2 separate regions of the Sus scrofa genome follow, and region 2 is linked to region 1. Evidence: chromatin contacts called from public HiChIP or PLAC-seq data. All regions are on one chromosome and are shown on one strand. The core of a region is the stretch at or near the end of the contact, and the rest is flanking DNA. Distances in the headings are between cores, read along the strand shown.

What was found. HiChIP or PLAC-seq counts read pairs in DNA pulled down with a chosen protein or histone mark.
Region 2: a contact with region 1 is called in an H3K27ac HiChIP or PLAC-seq map of alveolar macrophages. The contact joins two enhancer-like sites. A contact is called at or near these places in 1 of 5 promoter capture datasets (liver) and 1 of 2 datasets of contacts at active chromatin or transcription factors (alveolar macrophages).

The regions. Positions count from the first base shown.
Region 1 is chr17:58,601,420-58,606,292 of Sscrofa11.1, reverse strand. The region is part of intron 1 of VAPB (VAMP associated protein B and C); the gene reads right to left. Among named protein-coding and RNA genes, the nearest start is that of VAPB, 9.1 kb to the right of the region's middle. Within about 2 kb of position 2,387, at least 17 of the 83 cell types and tissues checked have an H3K27ac peak or open chromatin away from gene starts, as enhancers often do. A contact at or near this core is called in alveolar macrophages and liver, where this site is marked.
Region 2 is chr17:59,047,229-59,052,101 of Sscrofa11.1, reverse strand. It overlaps GNAS (GNAS complex locus), which reads right to left. Exons shown (of 13, transcript NM_001130215.2): 6 at 4,067-4,164; 7 at 1,106-1,160; 8 at 897-970; 9 at 720-778; 10 at 488-608; 11 at 205-335. The region is part of intron 2 of LOC110257458 (a long non-coding RNA gene); the gene reads left to right. Among named protein-coding and RNA genes, the nearest start is that of GNAS, 64 kb to the right of the region's middle. Within about 2 kb of position 2,266, at least 54 of the 83 cell types and tissues checked have an H3K27ac peak or open chromatin away from gene starts, as enhancers often do. A contact at or near this core is called in alveolar macrophages and liver, where this site is marked.

The DNA of each region.
Region 1 (4,873 bases), core at 1,138-3,637:
GGGGGGACCAGAAAGAAGGGGCAGATTTCAGTCGTGGGCTTTCCAAGCTGGTGCTGATCAGCTGTGAGGCATGGGTACCATTCAGGGAGGTGTATATGCAGGAAGAGGCAGTTTGGAGGAAAAAAGAAAAGGGAGTGGTGATAAGGACATCTGGGGCCCCTACGGAGCTCAGGTCAGGCCAAGGGTCCTTCAAGTGTCAGAAACCAAGGTGCTGGCAGAAGAGCTGCCCACCGGGAAAAAGACAGCCAGGGACGGGGGGGGGGGGGGGGGGGGGGACTGAGAAACGAAGAAGAGGGAGGGACACCTGTGCCCCCGGCACCATCCTCAGGACGCCAAACGTCGTGGACAAGCGTGAAGGGAAGTGCCAGGCAGCACGCTGGCAGAGGGCTCAAATGCCACAGAGCAGAATCATTAAGAAGAGGGCATGGTAACGAGGCTCGTGGGTAATGAATGACCTGAGGAGTGAACGGGCAGTGAGCAGATGGAGACGAAGACCTCCAGAAGCTTAGGGGATCAGAGGAAGAGAAGGGAGTAGCTAGAGTGGGCATACAGGACTGAGAAAGGAGTTATTCCTTTTCTTTTTTTGGCCACACCCACGGCATGTAGGAGTTCCTGGGCCAGGGACCGAACCCACACCTCAGTTGCAACCTGTGCCACAGCTGTGGCAACACCAGATCCTTAACTTGCTGAAACACAAAGGAACTTTCCAGTTATTCTTTTTTTTTTTTTGGCTTTCTAGGGCCACACTCACAGCATATGGAGGTTCCCAGGCCAGGGGTCAAATTGGAGCTGCAGCTGCCGACCTACACCACAGCTCACGGCAATGCCAGCTCCTTCACCCAACTGAGCGAGGCCAGGGATGGAACCCGAGTCCTAATGGATACAAGTCAGGTTCATTACTGCTGAGCCACAAGGGAGGTCCCCCCAGTTATTCTTTTGAAAAAAGGCAGATAACACTCGGGTATTTGCTCAAGTGGACTAACTGCCAGGCACTGTGCTCAGCATCAGGCACGGAGAAAAAAAACAAGAACCAACCTTTCTTTGAAGGGCAAAGGCTACCAAGGCAGTCATTACAAACAAATACATAAGAATACAATAAGATAAAATAAAGAGACCCAAATGAACAGTCAAGTGTTTTCTGGACGGCTCTAGACGACGCCTCATGTTTCTTCTACCTCGGACATTCTGAGCAAGAGGAGAGGTCAGCTAGGCACCCAGTGCAAACTGTGATGCTCCCGTCCCCAAATTACCGAGAAGTTCTGAAAGAGTGTATCTGCAGATTCTCCAAGGAGTGATTCATGGCTTTCCTTCATCCAATTAGTAAAGCAGTGTCTGACTTTAAAAAGGTCAGAAAGCGCGGATTTAGATTTTCAGAGCAGTCCATCAGGATACGTTTATATGCCAACAAATCAATTCAAACAACAGAATGCGAATTCAAATAAGTCTCCGCAAGGACAAACCTTTGGTTTTTCAGCAAATCCCTGTTTTTACTCCTATGTGTGCTTCTATTTAGAACGGTCACACCAAACACTGAAAAGATGATTGAGGCAGGCTGGGTGCTCCCCTCTCTGGGGTTACTGGGGACGCAGAGAACCCATGCTCTTAGTTACGACTGGGAAAGCTAAAGAAACAAAACCTACAGGAGCCTGCATTCCGGCTGAAGACAAAGCAGTCAGTAAGGAAGGCGCACACAGAGGGAGACGGAGACGTAAACACAACATGTGAGTGAGACACAATGTGCAGAGCTTGAGGTGACGCAGAAAAAACTGGAACTGGATGAGAATATCCACGAATACCAAGGAAAGGTTTACAGAACAGAGAGCTTTTCAAGCAGAACAAGAGGGCTCACTAAAGACAGATCTGAGAGCCCGCGAGTACAAAGCCCTGCAGGTACTCAGAGAAACGCAAGCCCCAGTTTCTGCCCTCAAGGGGCTCTCCATCCTTCTCCTTCAGCTAAAATGAACTTCCCTGTTCGCAAGCCCAGAGCCGGAAGGCACACCGAGCGGCACTGCGTCCAAGCCTCTTCATGCAGCAGAAGAGGAGATCCAAGCTGGGTGGAGAGGCTGGCTGGGCCCCTCTCTGGGTGACAGCAAGGGGAGGAACAGAAGCCTCCTTTTGTAACACGAAGCACACGGGAGGCAGAGGCTGCGAGAACGAGGTACAGACGACACAGTTCGCCAAGGGCCAGGCCCAGTCTCTCTCGTTTCTGAAATGAGATGACTGCAATACCCACTGTCCACCTAGACATGAATTGCTGGACACGGCTTGAGACACTCAGGACTCTAAATTGCCTGGGTTGTTTTTAAAGGCTCAATGGTGCTCAGAGAAGGGGAGAGGAACGGAAAACGGAACCTAGGCGCCTCTCCTTTTCTTCCCTTTTTCTACTATATTATAAAGCCTGAGTGCTGTAACTAGAAGGTAAAGTAGCACCCAATTAGCCCGCGCTGTCTGCAGTGACAGGCCTGGAGGTGACAAAGGACCTGCAGTCGGTGGTGGAAAGGAAAGTACGGTGGTAATATTAGCACATCATTTTCAACACTAACAAGTGAATGACGCAATTAGAAATGATCAAGTTAGGACCGAAGTTCTTAGGGGAAAAAGAAAATTAGTAGAAAGGGGTTTTTTTTAATCAGTCATTCTAAGTGCCAGGACAACTGTGTCCTCCATGGAGGCAGTGACAAGGAAGCTATTACCAGATGACAATGACAACTAAGCACCTTTGCTCCTTTTCATGTCTTGCTTCTCTTTCAACCCTCTTCCTCAATTCCCACTGTCCGACTTCCAGTCCCCCTTTCATCTTCCTAAGAACATAATAAATAAGAAAACCACGGGCTTTCCCAGTGAGCCACAGTCTCGCCAAGCTTTCAGGAGGAGAAATGCAGCCGAAGCAGTGACCAGGAACATGGGCTTTGCCGTCGGACAGAGCTTGGCTCGAATCCCAGTCCCACCTCCAATCTGGGTTACGAACCTGAGGCTCATGGCTGGATCTACTCCCTAGTCCTGCTGGAAGAACAAACAGGCACGGAATCGAAAAATGCCCAGAGTTCCACCTTCCGCGTGAGATTCAACCCCGAGGGGAACTTAGTTTTTTCTAAGCTCCTAGTGAGGAACTGCCATTGTTCTCACCCCACCGCCCGGAGGCTGGGAAACAGAAGGGCCAGGACTCCTCTCCTGCCTCTAATCCACTACCTGGCCCACAGGAAGCTTCCAGGACGCAGTGACCAAACCAATCTTGAATCGCAGCCATGCTACATTCCGTCAGACAAGAAGGGGTGTCTGCCCGTGAAGAAGACCTCGAGGGATGAGTTGTGCAAAAGGAAGAAAGCCCAGATATTGCCAGATGGACGACCCCCTGCTCCACGCGCGATCACCTCCCCACGCTGACTCTCGGGCCTGGAGGCCAGTCTGGGGGAAGGACGACTCCCAAAGTGCGCTTCACGCAGAATAAAACAGCACTTTCTCACAGGCACTTTATCTTGCTCAACACTTAAGAAATCTCTAGTTAATATTAACTTACCTTTATTTGTTTCTCTGTCTTTGTTGCCCCACTTGTAAAGTTTACGGTGGCACCTATGAAGGTCATTTATTTCAGACATTTCTATCTAAACAAGTATTCTTTCAAACTTCTCTAAATTCCCACTTTACAAATCTGCAAAACTGTGAAATTCCTACCTCACACAAATTTCACCCTACCTTCCAAAGACTCAAGAGCAGATGTGCAAATTACTCGAAAGTTAATGTGTTCTATATATACAGAATCATTAAACACGAACAATGTGTGTTATAAAAAGTGAATATTCACAAGGTAAATCAAAGAATATTTTGGAGTCATCAGTATGAACTTTCTTAAAAGGATGGTAAGAAATCCCTCCTAAACATTCCACAAAGATTAATTCTTAGTTAATTAATGTTCTGAAGAAATTATCCTGACGGCTCCTAACACTTCCTTAATGGATAAAAATTCTCTGCCCTGGAGTCCCCACTGTGGTACAGTTGGTTAAGGATCGGCTGTGCAACAGCTGTGCCATAGGCTGAAGCTGTGGCTCAGATCAATGCCTGGCCTGGGATCTTCCATATGCTGTGGGTGTGGCCAAAACAGAAAACAAAAATTCTCTGACTCCCCACCCCCCCAAATGAGCTCCTTTATGAGTTCATTCCAGAGCCCCTGTGATACACCGGAAAGAAATGCCTTAGGTGCTGGACCGACCGGGGACAGTGGCCTCACCCAGGGCCGGGCTCCCTAACGGCGGAGTAACGCACATCACAGGGCTGTGCCACAGACTCCATAAGAAGATGAAGGATGTCAAGCATCTGTCGCGCCCCCAGACTTCACGGACGTGGTGAAAAGCAGGCAATTATCTCCCAGGGAGCGTCCTTCTTGCCTTCCCTTTCCGTCCCCCTCAGCTAGAAGGCGAATGCCAGCACCCCCTGGCCTCGGCTCTTAACGGCAGAGCCGGGCCCAGTGGGCCATCCACTCCTTCGCCCTCACCACCATGTCCTCTGCTCCCAGGCCCTCCGTCCGGCTCTCTGTTCCTCTCCCATCCCTGAGCACCCCCCAGCCTTTAAAGACAGCGCCAGGAAAACTCAAGAGTCCCAGTGGTTCCAAGCCACATCGCAAGCAATTTAAATCTAGTCCAGGGGTCCACTACACCGTCTTAAAGTATGATCCAAAAGAGACAACCGTCTCAATCCACCTCCCCCCCCGGAATATTTAAGACCCTAAGCCCCCTCCCAGACAGGCTACAGCCATATGATCCTACTGAAACACCAGGTGCGGAGGAATGGCTGCCACCTGCACCATGTGACCTGCCCCATGGGGACAGACACCCCCGACGGCAGAAGAGAAATACTAACCTACTAGTCAAAAATTGAT
Region 2 (4,873 bases), core at 1,017-3,516, 450 kb before region 1:
AATTAAAATAAGGGTTTGTTTTTTTGTTTTTTGCGCCCCCACAGATCCCTAAGAGTGTGGTGGTAGTGGGGGGGGGGGGTTTCCATTCCGGAAGGCTGTTTGTTCCTTCAGGTGCTCTTTAAAATCCAGAATAGAAACTCTTTAACGTGTGCACGACCCACAGGACCAGCGGGGAACCGACCCACTGCAGGAGGCCACACGTACCATCCTCAGGAGTAGTGTAGCGAGCAAATTCTGGAAAGTAGTCCTCAATCTTCGATTTTCCAGCGAGGACTTTCTCAGCCAGCAGATCTTGCTTGTTGAGGAACAGAATCACAGAGATGGTGCGCAGCCATCTAACACGGAGGAGAGCGGGGTCAGCGCCCGGGAAGGGGGGCGCCCTCTCTGCAGGGGGCTGGGGTGCCTGCACAGGACTCCTTCCCCTGCACCATGCAGATCCAGGGCCTCGAGCTCCGTGGGGAGGACGCCGGGGGGTCACCGCACAAACCTGTTGTTCCAGATGCTCTTGAAGAGGTTCAGGGCCTCCTGCAGGCGGTTGGTCTGGTTGTCCTCCCGAATGACCATGTTGTAGCTGCTGCTGGCGACCACGAAAATGATGGCGGTCACATCTTCGGCACAAGAGAGAAAGAGGATGCAGTGTTAGGAGTGACCATGAGCCTGAACCATCGGGGGCGGGGGGAAATAGCCTTAAAGAGTGGAGAAGCCCAGGGCTTCCATACCATTGAAGCATTGGATCCATTTGCGGCGCTCGTCACGCTGGCCACCGACGTCAAACATGCTGCAGGAGAGAGAGGACGCCTGGTCACCACAAGGGCTACCATGGTCCACCATGCTCACTGCGGGGGGACCTCGAGAAACCTATTTTTCTTTCTAAAAAAAAGGAACCGTTTACTTACTGGAAGTTGACTTTGTCCACCTGGAACTTGGTCTCAAAGATTCCAGAAGTCAGGACGCGGCAGCGGAGCAGGTCCTAAAACAAAGTCTCAGATTAAGCGGTCTCACCAAAACCAACCCAAGTGTTAATCATTGCCAACCTGGAGCAAAAATGCTGACTGGCTTGGAAAGAAGACTCTGCATCCTCTGCCCTGTGAGAAGGGGTGCATACCTGGTCGCTGGGCACGTAGTCAGCCTGCTTGATGACGTCAATCTTGTCCAGGAAGCTGGGAGCAGAAGAAAGACACACGGGGGTGACCACACGTTCAGGCCAATTTGCCCACTATTCCTGCCCAGCCACAAGGTCCAGCTAAGCGAAAACGACCATCCCATGAAGTTCATTAGGGTCAAGCGGATGCCTTACAAAGGTTCGCGCAAATAGGATTTAAGATAAATCAGGACCCCTGGCCTACAGGTACAGCACAGGCCAGTTGGGGGGGGGGGATCTGATCTGGTTTTAATTTGAAAAGACTCGCTCTGTGCAAATCCATCCGCCCAGGGCCCCAAATCAGGCCTGACTGTGTGCCATTGGGTAATGCCTGAGTAAAACAGTACACCCTCAGATTGTTTGGCTTTGACTAAAACGGCAAGTCGTTTGAAAACTGTACACTTCCATGTCAGGGAGTTTTTGAAAAAATGAAGAAAAAAAAAAGGGCACGCTTAAAAGAAGCAAGGATTTTTTTCGCCCAAAGGACGAATGAAGATGAGATTGCTGGATTAACTCAGAAAGGGTATCTCTCCTTTTAGGAAGTGGCCCTCTCGGCCCGCACCGCACCGAACAGGAAACAGACACCAGTTCCCTTCCGTCCTGCTTGGTCCGTGAAGCAGACCAGCCCAGAGAGGAAGCTTTCAAAGCACCTCACCGCCATCCAGGTTTGGGGCCCCAGGCAGGCAGGGGGCGCGCACCGTGGCGGCGCGGGGTCTGGGGGTCTCAGGGGTGAGAAGGCTGTCTAGGGGTGAGAATGCTTCCTCCCTCCCAGAGTCGGGAGGCTCTTTGCTTGGGTTGCCCGACTGGACACACTGTTAGGAAAAATAACTTTTAAAAGACTGGACTGAGGTAATTACCATGGAAAGTTAATGTGGAAACCAGCTTTTGGGGGGGGGGGAAGGGGGGATGGGAGGTGTTGGAAAGTGAGCTAATCAGAGAAGAAAATCAAAGCGAGAAAAATTTAAAGAAATTCTATAAGGTGGTGCCCCCCCCCCTTTCCTTTTCACCAGTTTAAAGTGAGTCTGGCTTCGAGGATACACTAACTTGCCCAATCAGGCTTACATTACAGCACCAGGCCAGAAATAGCTCCCCAGCCGCCCTGGCCTCCAGCACGTTGCCATGGCAACCGAACCACAGGTCTATAAATAGCTCATCAGCACCAAATCTTGTGAGAGAGACATCTGGAGGGGGGCCAGCCAAAGCCCAGCTCAACAAATAAAAACAGGCACCTTAAGGAACGGGCACGTCCCCAGGACCTCGGCCGTAACCTAAAGGCAGTTACGCCAGAAACAGGCGGGCTACGAAGAAGGCAGGGCTGCTGGAGGCGGCTGGCCGGGGAAGGAGACATTTTAAAAGGGTCAAGCTCTGTTCTCTTTTTCTCGGAGTTTCCTTAAAACTTTCCATAAACTGTGCACATGCTGCCATTTGCAGATAAAGTTGCAGGCATGCGTGGATAGGGCTTTCGAAAAACTTTTAAAAAAAACTTTTGAAATGGTGTGCGATTTAAAAAAAAAAGAAAAAAAAAAAAAAGAAAGCTGGCTAAACTGAATTAATGAAGTTGTTACACCCCGCCCCGCCCCCCCAGGGCTCTTAAGAATGGGGTGGTCAAAGCTGCCTAATCCTGTACCTGTGCTTCTGACTTGGATCCAGAAAACAAAAGGCAAACAATTCCAGGATTTCCATGTGTTTTGTGTTACTATAATTAGCACTTCCAGCTTTAAGCTCAAACTTTTGAGAAAATCAGGGACTTTGTTGAAGAAGGGGTGGGGGTGGGGGTCACGGCGACCGGCCCAGATGGACTGTTTCTCTGTTCCTTGAAAAAATATACAAGTTTGCTTGCGTGTTAAGTCACAAAATAGCTGTAGGGGTGACAAGTGAAAAGCATCGAGTGCCCTTGCTGTGGGAAAGCAGGGCCGGTGAAGGGACGTGGACAGCTTTCGCAGACCCCAAGAGGAGCTCGGGTGCTGTGCAGATGACGGGGTTCTGGGGAGCTGGCTTTGTGTGGCCCCAAGTTCCTCAGGCGCGGGGCTCCTGGGTAATGCACGATTTTAGCTTTTGGCGAGCCAGCCTCGTCCCTGGGTCCTGATTACTGAACATTTTCCAAAGCAAATTGTTGGCGTTTCAGTTACTTACACGAGGGGCTGACACAGGATTATCGTATTGTCAGAAAAGACAGTCCAACTTGAGAGCACGTTGCCTGAGACCGCTTGGTACATGTGTGCGACACGAGCAAACAGAGGGTCTCTTTGAGATATTTTTCACGGCTCTGAAGGCCATGTGTCTACCGCACGATGCACAGGGTAAGACAGGTGGTCAAGCTGTCTTAAAGGCAGCCTCCCGGCTGGGCGTCATCAGGCCCACTGCAAGAGAGCCTTGAAGGGACAGGAGGACAGGGCAAGGACCCCTTGGCAGGGGAGGCCCCTTGAATGAGGAACAAGGACAAGAAATGGCATCCAACATGGTGCCCACGCGAGATGAACCCTGGCAGCTGCTGTGGTCCCTTACGGGCGGTGGGGAGGTTGGGGCGGGGGCAGCACATGTCTGTCCTCACCATTCCTCTTTGGCACGTTTTTCAGTTGCGGTAAATACAATACAAAATTGCCACATTATCCGAAGTGTGAGAGCTGTCCCACCTCTCTAAATGCTTGCAGGTCAACTCAATTAATTACTTTGAGCTAATTAACGACGACCATGGCTTTATGGCAGGTGATTATCACTTTGCTCTGCCAGGCATTAAGTGTTTATATAAAATAACGTAGCTGCACTAAAACGTGCCATGAAGGCCCCTAGAAGATAAATGCATCAGACTAGAACCTTCTCAAGGCAGGTGAGACTACCTGGCTGGCTGCTAAGAAAGTACCTTGGGGCGGTGGGAGTGGAGGTGTGGGGTGTGCCCCGCGGGGCTCGGGCGGGGAGGGCACTTACTACTGGGCGCAGTCGATGAGCTGGTACTCGTTGGAGCGCTCGTAGCAGGCGCGCACGCCCTCGTCCTCCCACAGAGCCTTGGCATGCTCGTAGAACTCCTGCAGGGAGGGCCAGGGAGAGGGGTTGGAGGGGGCTGCAGGGCGCCCGGGAGACCCACCCCAAGGGCCGGTCCCCATGTCCAGGCAGCTTTAGGCAGGAGCGTTCCTACAGGACGTCGGCGGGCTCAAGGGCCCCCCCGAGTCCAGAATTACTGCTCCCGGGTTGTCATCAGCCTGTGCGTCGGGGGCCTGGGGGGGAGAGGCCGGACTGGGCCGCCCAGGAACTGGGTTTCTTCAGAGTCGCTTCTACGGGAGGGTGTGAGCTGGTCAGGAGGCTCTGGGTGGGGGGACAGGACATGTCTTTGTGATGAGGTTGTGGGGCACGTTTTCTCAGCTTTGGCCAAAACTATGACGGTCGGGAGCTGCTGGCCAGTCTGCCCTGTGCTTCTGGGGACGGTCTGCCAGGAAGAAGCCAAGGGCCAGCGACCTCTGCGTTGTTCTCAACGGCAGTAGGTCACAGGTCACAGGTCACATCACGTGGGGGCACGCTCCCCTTTACAAGGAAAGAGAAGGTCTCTCTCCAGTGTGAATTCAGAGGGAGAAAGATCAAAAGCGTGTGCAGCTCGGTGGCCGGAGGACCAACCAGCCGGCATGTCGCTGTCCCCTGCCTTTCTAACAGGCTGCCTTCTTTCTCCTCGTCTCAGAAACACAAGTCCAGCCTTGGCGTTACGTGTGCTGGGTTTACCAGGTGAAGGTTTTTCTATCTTGA